Regions from separate parts of the Gossypium hirsutum genome. Here all the other regions are linked to region 3. A link is a contact called in public Hi-C data. All regions are on one chromosome and are shown on one strand. Each heading gives the region's core, a stretch centred on a gene start, on an enhancer-like site or on the middle of the called end of the contact. The rest is flanking DNA. Distances are from core to core; before and after follow the strand shown. Region 1 has its middle 170 kb from the start of LOC121203633. Region 2 has its middle 140 kb from the start of LOC107942695. Region 3 holds the start of LOC107948228 (54S ribosomal protein L17, mitochondrial).

Region 1 (2,700 bases), core at 124-2,623, 400 kb before region 3:
AAGTTTTACGTATATAATTATTCATGATACTTCCTTAACTCTTAAATAGGAAGATAATGTGCTTCAATTAGAGGTGCTCATGGGCCAGGTCGGGCCGAGTTCGGGCCGGGCTCAACTAAAAATTTAGGCTCATTCATTGGGCTCGGGCCGGGTTGGGCCCAAAAAATGGGCCTAAAATTTTGTTCAAGCCCGACCCAAATAAAAATACTACAACTAGGCCCGGCTCGGCCCGCCTGTATTTATTTTTATATTATTTTATATAATTTTTAAATATATATAATACTAAAAATACCAAAAAATTTTAAAATAAATATTTTCCAACAAATTGAAAATAAATTTTAAAAAATATGTAGACTTAAATAGCACTAAGATAGATGCAACTTAACAAGCAAATACTTCTAAAATAATAACAAAATTAACAAATGCCTTTAAAATAATAACAAAATTAATAATAAAATAAATTTTATACAATATCCAAACAATAACAATAAAATAGTAGTAACTAATAGTAATATGGTAGCAAAATAGGGAGAAATCAAACAGAAAATAACATTCAAAAACAAAAAAAAAATATCAGATTTTTTTGTCATTTAGTGAATTCAGGCTGGGCCCAGCCCAAAAATACCCTACCCGAGGCCTAGCCCATTTTTTAAACGGGCCTTATTTTTTTGTCCAAACCTATTTTTCGGGACTATATTTTTGCCCATACCCTCCCACATTTCGGGCTGGCCTTCGAGCATGGTCGGGTAGCCTGACCTATGAGCAGGTCTAGCTTTAACGCACTCAAATCTACGACCTCCTGCATTAACAACAATGTAGATACCAATTGAATAAATGGTGTGAATATTGCGGTAGAAATAAAAATGAAAATTCTTCAATGCCATTGTAACAAAATAATTCTTACATTAGTTCAGTTGACATCATTGCTAATGTAGTAATTAAAAATATGTAAATATGAACATATTTAAATACGTTTTTTTTTTCCGATTTAAAATTTAAATAGAGGTTATGAGTAAAAATAGTCTTTGTTATATCAAAACAATTATTTTTTTGAAACGATAATAAATGCTTAATTTAACATGTTTATTGGATGAGTGGTAAAATTCTCTAACAAGGAAAACAATTTTGGAAAGATTTCTTTTGTTGAAGTCTTTTTTTTTTTGAAAGAGAACATCTAGATCATTTTATAAGAGAAGCCCCAAAAACAGAACAAAATGGAAAAACAAAAACAAAAGGCTGTTCAAGGAAACCAAGCCCAAAATCAAAACATAAAAAACAAAACAAAAGAACAATACATAGCAGCCCATCAGCAAAAGATCTAGCTCAACAGGTGGGGGGACTCCAGATATTTCCATCCTGTTATTATCCAAATTGGAATCCCACATCAAAAACAACAAAATTTATTGGAAAACGTTGCTTCATCATTACTTGCCCTGAATAAGCATCAACATCAATCAAAATCGCCGAAGAAAAAAGGAAAAAAAACAGCACAACCCTTAACCCTTCATTTTCCAAATCCAAAATCACCACACAAGCAGCTCTTCATTTTCACCTGAACTCCAGTCCCCTCCGATCAGCAAGCATCGCATCCTCCGCGCCAGAAAAGACCATATTCGCCAGATAAGAGTTTTCTCTTTTCTTAAGACCCTCGATAGTAATAAAGTGAGCAACTTGGTTTGATTCGCGATGGGTAAAATGAAAAATACAAAAGACAAAACCATAGCTCAGTTTTTTAGAGTCTTTTATAATACCTGCGATCTCTAATCTATCATCCTTTTGCTCTTGCAATTTGCAGATGACTGAACGAGAGTCCCCTTCAATTTCAACCTCTCTTAACTGAAGGAATAAACCGAGATGAATCGCCCAGAAACCCGCCAACGCTTCTGCAGTAAAAACAGAAGGTAAACTTGAATAAAACACTATTTTAGAGCAAATCACATCTCCTTTTTCATTTCTTACTACCATTCCAAAACATGACCCATTCCTCTGTTTGTTAAAAGTAGCGCCAAAATTGATTTTTACCCTCGGTCCAGTCGGAGCAACCCATCTGTCAGTAAGAATCGGCCTCGCTGGTAAGTCCGTTTTCACTCCATCAAGTTCTTTTCGGGAGTTTTTAACATAATCTGCATTTTGAGAACCAGAAGTAGAAACTCCTTCATGAATGAATCTGTTTCTTGATGTCCATAAAGCCCACATAGTGCATGCTATCAACCTACACTTAGCCAATGAATAGGATTGGAACAATTTTTTAAACCACTCATTGAAATCTGTACTTGCTTTTGTGTTAGGCGAAAAAACCCTTAAGCTTTCCCGTGTCTCTTTTGCTGAAGGACACTCCCTCAATATATGCTTCCGTGTTTCCCCTCTATGTTGACATCTTTGACAAGTAGTTGATCCCATCAAGCATCTATAATGAAGGTTACCGAAAGTAGGCAAATAGTTACTAGCAATCCTTGACACATGATATTCGCGACAGGTTTTAAAAATTTATACTTAAGCATTCTTGAAACTAACTATTATCACGATGAAGACAAGTGTACCTATCGAATAGTAGTATAGCTTTAGCAAGACCGGATTATCGAACCCAAAGGAACCAAGAGTACTAGTAATTACTTTCTTTTTATTATCTAGCCTAAAAATTAAGGGATTTATTTATCTAAATTAATTAACTAAACTAAGAGTGCATAGAGAGAAATTGGG
Region 2 (2,767 bases), core at 107-2,606, 330 kb before region 3:
AAAGCTGTAAAACTCATTCAATCCATTTAATTTTGTTATTTATGTTTCTATTATTATTTATTTGTTCTTATTTATTGTTTTTATGAATTTTTTTCAAAAATTATATGTTGTTGGAGAAACAAAATCTTAAAATAGCGTTTAGCATTATTGAAAGTAATAATTTTTTTAAAAATTTAATCAATTGAAACATTCAGTATATTAAAAAATTATTTCTTTGAAACTTAACTTCTGCTTGAGAATTACTTTTCCATAAATATGGTAATGACTCCCATGATAAAATATGAAAAGTTACTTTCCTATATAGATTGAAAAGCTAAAAATATATTAAAGAGGGTATTAATCTATTAAACGTAAAAAAAGAAAAAAAGAAGAAAGATACAATTACCTTATTTCCACTATCAACTCTCTTATTATTTCAACTGATTCTTCAAAAGTAAATTCTTTTTCTAATTTTATTTTTAGTATGTATATTTAATCACGTACATGGTATATTGTTTACATATTATATATATTTTTTATTTTTTTCCTTTTTTTCCTTTGGATATATCATTGAAATCTCAATTGCATTAGAGTATTCATTCTAAAACAAATTTTATATATGTATTATTACATTTAAAAAATACAATGAATACCAAATGTTGCACATAAAATATATTGTGAAATATTAAATACATAAATATTATTTTTATTTAATAATGGTAAATTTATAAAATATTATTACATTCTTAAGAAATTATTTAATGAATTAAATGTAATAATGCAACTTTTTAAAGATTTTAATCAATATTTTTTAATGTATATCAAATATTACAAAATAACTTTCCCAATAATCACATTTCAAAAAACCACAAACCAAAAACCATATAAAATTACAGAATTTACGATTTTGAAAAGAATCAAATATCATGGCAAGCTCCCACGTTACAAAAATTGCCCAATAAGCGAGACTTATATTAATATTTTGCCTTCTAACATTATCACGTTTTGGCAATATGTTGCTCTCTTGAGGCAAACCCCAGATAGCAATCATATAATTCAAATATTAATCCAACTCATTTTCATTATAAAAATATTTAATATATTTATCAATAAATATTGGATATAGGGATAATGTATGTTGTACTAAAAAAACATAAATTCAAATCTTAAAAATATAATTATTTAGAGAAATAATTACAAACCTTAAATATAAATAGTAAAAATAACATAAAAAAATCAAAAGAAATCAATCATAATTAAATTTGTAACGAATCTAAAATGATAAAACCTGAAATAATCCAGATTGGATGGGCTTAGATGCCAAGATAGTCTCAAACAACGTGACCAGCTTTGGCCTCTGGGCTCTGATCGACAATAATTGTCCTTTGGTATATAATAAGCTAAAATAGGAACAAAAGCCCAAACACAGAACTAGAACGGAAAAAATGGCCCAAAAAGCCGAAAGAAAAAGAAACCCTAGCTGCTACTTCTTCAAGAAAAGGAAACCTAAGCTAAGAGACCTGTAAAAAAAAAAATGCCCGCTGGTCACGGTGTGCGCTCTCGAACAAGGGATCTGTTTGCCAGACCCTTCAGAAAGTAGTGTTACATTCCTTTGTCCAACTCCTCTAAATTCAAAATCTTATCTCATTTATTTAACGTCCCTTTGGATGGACGATTACTCTAGTGCAGTGCGTTTAATTTTTTTTGTCTCATGTCACAATATTGCTACAGTATCTAATTTCATCGCTACTGTTATTTTTACACTAATCGCAAATAAATACACTGCTCATCTAAAAAGACCTAAACTTAGCTAGATAGAGTCATGGAGATTTCCACTCTACATTTTTTTTCAAAGTTCCTTCTGATAATTGGACTTTATCAATCTAATATCTAGTTCCTTTTTACATTAAATAACTATATTTGTTGCCTAACTCAACATTTAAACACGTTAAAGGTCAAAACCGCAAACCCAAAAACATAGTTGTAATGTTACGGAAACAAGTTAAAAATCTTGTTACAACAAAAAGGTGGATACGGAAATTGGACCATCAAAATTTCCAAGAGGGAAATTGAGACATAAGCTTCCCTTTTTCTTACTAGGTAATGATAAAAGCTTCTTTGGTCGTTCTCATCTGAACAGCTGAGTTTGGCTCTGTCAAGACTGCACTTGGGATGAATGAAGCAAGGATCCAAAAGAGTAGATGGATCCAAGCATGTTCCAAGACACCCGCTGGTGCTGGTCTGGGAGACTGCAGAGAGAATATTTGTTATCCCACATATACTGGTGTGGTTAGCTTCTGCCATCTTTGTTGTTTTCAGGTTAGATTTCGACAAATTATAAAGTGTTGAAACCATTTACAGATTCGGCATATTATTCAGCATTACCTTTTTCGATTTTAACCATGTTTTGAGCGGCCTATGAAACATGAGTGCACAAATGTCTGCGTATGGTTATCACTTTTCAGGTCTTTTCAAGGCTGGGCAATTTAAGGAGCAAATTATTGCTTTATTTACCATATAAAAATAGAAAGAAAAAAGGAAACAATTGGGTGTGGATAAACTTGGGCATTAAAACTTGTGCAAGTTTTCATTCCTTGCCGCCGCAAGGCCAAGAACAATTACAAGAATGAAGATTTGCATAAGATTGAACACAAAATCCGGCGCCATTCCATTTGGAAGCACACTTATGTTTGCAACTTTGAGGGTCACACTTTCCATCACCGGGGGCAGCTAGAACATCATGGCAAATCTCTCGTCCTATTTCTTCACCCATCATCGATGCAACTGC
Region 3 (2,700 bases), core at 126-2,625:
AATGTGAGATCAAGCCTTTACTTTTCTTCAACAAATATTTCCAAATAGCTTACTTTGAACATTAATTTCTCATTCACCACTCAACCATTTTGAGCATATGATGTATCGTTGTAAAGGTCTCATGGAGTAAAATATGAAACCATAATTTTATGATTCAACTCTCCACCTTTACCTATTGAGAATATGCCTCAAAGTTCCCATAAAATGCAATTTTTCCAACATCATTTTTTTTTCTAAATTTTTTAGCGAAACCTCTCATTTAAGACGTCATCTAAATAGTTGTTTGAAAAAAATTAATAAGGACATCATTCATTCAATACACCATAGCCACTCAACCATCTTTAGGAGGTGGTTCATCTATAAAAACCTATAAGTTTGATGCTGATGCTGATGAGTGTCATCAAGTTATTTCTACTTTTCTTGTGTGTGGCAAGCATTCATTTAGAATAGTTCAAGAACTGAGATTTAGATACATGATGAGTATTGTTAATCCTAATTTTAATACAATAAAACATTTATTATATTTATGTTAATATTTTTAAAATATAAATATTTTTTAATGAGTTACAAAACATTTATTTTAGCATTTTTAGTGCATTTAGTATATTATATATATTTTAAAAAATATTTTTAAATAAAAACTAATCTAAAATAATCAAATATGAGCAAGCCGGATCGGTTCGAGTTTACCTTTTTTAAATCAAATCGGATTTGGATAAAAATGTAAGCCCATTTTCTAGACCGATTAGACTTGAATTAAAAAATTGATCTAAATACATTGTATGGATCTAGCCCAAATTTGATCCAGCCCGATGACCTAAGTTTTAACACTTTTTAGATGAATTAATGTAGTAGACTGATGTGATCATTGGGTACATGTCGATAACATCTAGAAGAAATTATACTGATGTGTTGATTACCATATTATGTTATCCCGGAATTTGACATGTTTTTTAAACTATAATTTATTGATATATTATATATTTTAAATTTTTTATATAAAAATAATTTAAAAAATTTAATATGAACATGCCAAGTCAGATTCGAATTTAGCATTTTTAATTTAGGCTAGATTTAGATAAAATTTTAAGCTTATTTTTTAAATTAAGTTGGACAGTTACCAATCACAAAAATAATAATAATAATGATAGACATTAATGGTGATAATATTAATGGCAAGAACATTAACAAAAACAAATTAATAAAACAATTTCCAAGGGAAGTTAATATAACTATACATATGTTGGCTGGAATGATAAAAATTTTCCTTTATGATCCGATAATGTTTAGGAACTCCAAAAGCGATCATGGAATATTTACAGCTAGATGATCGGTTTATTTATATTTACACTGGAATAATATTGTAATTGTTTTCAATTTTTATCTACCAAAAAGAAAAATGAAGGCAATGAAGTTAAAGTAAGAAAATAATACCCACATACTGGAACCGCGTTGATTAGAAACTACAAGATTTCGGCCGCTCCTGAACCTTCTAAAATCTTGGTCTTTTCCCTTTCTATCGTTTTATTCACTTAAATGAAGATAAATTAAAGGGTAAATTTAAAAATAATTATTTTTGTTTAATTTAGATTATATTTTAGTTATTTATATTATGGTAAAACATAATGTGAAGTAAATAAAAATGAACAAAATCTTTCACTTCTCTGTCAAACTGAACCTTCTGCAAAGCTAACCAAGAGAAGGAGCCTTCTCTTTTGTTTTGAAACCCTAGCCGCCGTGAGCTTTCATCGCCATCAAAATGTCGTCAAGGGTTGTCTCCAACTGTCAACCCTTTTAAGTCGCCCCTCTATTTCTCCTTTTTCAAAACCTTCGATTCGATTTGATTTTGGATTCAAGGCCCTTTCTGTTAAGTTCTTTTTCTCCAGTTCGTTTTTTTCAGGTCACCAAGTGCTCGACGATATTACTCAACGAACAAAACTAGAAGCTGATCATTTTACTCTCTTGATCGGATCACCAACTTTCTTCGGTAAGAGCCTGCTTAATTGGATATGATCTAATATATTATTAAACCAGTAAAAAACTTGAACGATTTAAAATGTGTACTTAAAGATAAATTGCATGATTTAGCTTTTATATGACTGTTTCGGATTAAAAATCGAGTTGATTCTATTAACTCAATTCAAATAATTTGAAATTCGATTTTTTTTCGAATTTTTCGAGTGGAATCGAATTCAATATTAAATTGAAATATGCAGGCAGGGGCCGAAGGGCTTGATTTGTTCTTTTTTACTCTGTCTTTAGTTAATTTGTTCTTTCTAACTTGTAGATATTTCCATGAATTAAAAAAATTATTAATTTTCTGAGCAAAAAGGCTAATAATACCAAGGCATACATCTTTTGCATGGTACATTATTTTAGTTTCTGAAACATAGATTTTGTCAATAGAAACTCAGTAAACTGGTTTTCCCTATACTCAGGTGGGATGCGAAAATGCTAAAAATACACAATTAAAAGCTTGAATATTCAAGATTTTTCTCGAGATGGTTTAATCTGTCAATACTTTTGCAAATTTTGATATGTCTCTATACAAGTAAACATCAAGAGTGAGTTCCTTTTTTATTCCGTTTTTATTTGCATGCATGTGCTTGTGCTTGTGCTTGACCAAGTATCATTTGAAATAAAGATTGACCATTTATGAACTTTGATTTCAGTAATCTCAATAAACCATAGATTGTTTTA

Evidence for each region. A called contact is a pair of places that touch in the nucleus more often than the background predicts.
Region 1: a contact with region 3 is called in a Hi-C map of leaf, with 2.1 times the contacts expected there. The contact joins the enhancer-like site here to the promoter of LOC107948228 in region 3. A contact is called at or near these places in 3 of 34 Hi-C or Micro-C datasets (all in leaf).
Region 2: a Hi-C map of leaf shows a contact between it and region 3, with 4 times the contacts expected there. The contact joins the enhancer-like site here to the promoter of LOC107948228 in region 3. A contact is called at or near these places in 5 of 34 Hi-C or Micro-C datasets (all in leaf).

Annotation. Positions count from the first base shown.
Region 1 is chrA04:22,089,179-22,091,878 of Gossypium_hirsutum_v2.1, reverse strand. No RefSeq gene overlaps it. Among protein-coding and RNA genes, the nearest start is that of LOC121203633, 170 kb to the left of the region's middle. Within about 2 kb of position 1,373, at least 7 of the 9 cell types and tissues checked have an H3K27ac peak or open chromatin away from gene starts, as enhancers often do. A contact at or near this core is called in leaf, where this site is marked.
Region 2 is chrA04:22,023,145-22,025,911 of Gossypium_hirsutum_v2.1, reverse strand. No RefSeq gene overlaps it. Among protein-coding and RNA genes, the nearest start is that of LOC107942695, 140 kb to the right of the region's middle. Within about 2 kb of position 1,356, at least 4 of the 9 cell types and tissues checked have an H3K27ac peak or open chromatin away from gene starts, as enhancers often do. A contact at or near this core is called in leaf, where this site is marked.
Region 3 is chrA04:21,693,015-21,695,714 of Gossypium_hirsutum_v2.1, reverse strand. LOC107948228 (54S ribosomal protein L17, mitochondrial) reads left to right here and starts at 1,375. Exons shown (of 9, transcript XM_041111035.1): 1 at 1,375-1,554; 2 at 1,887-1,987.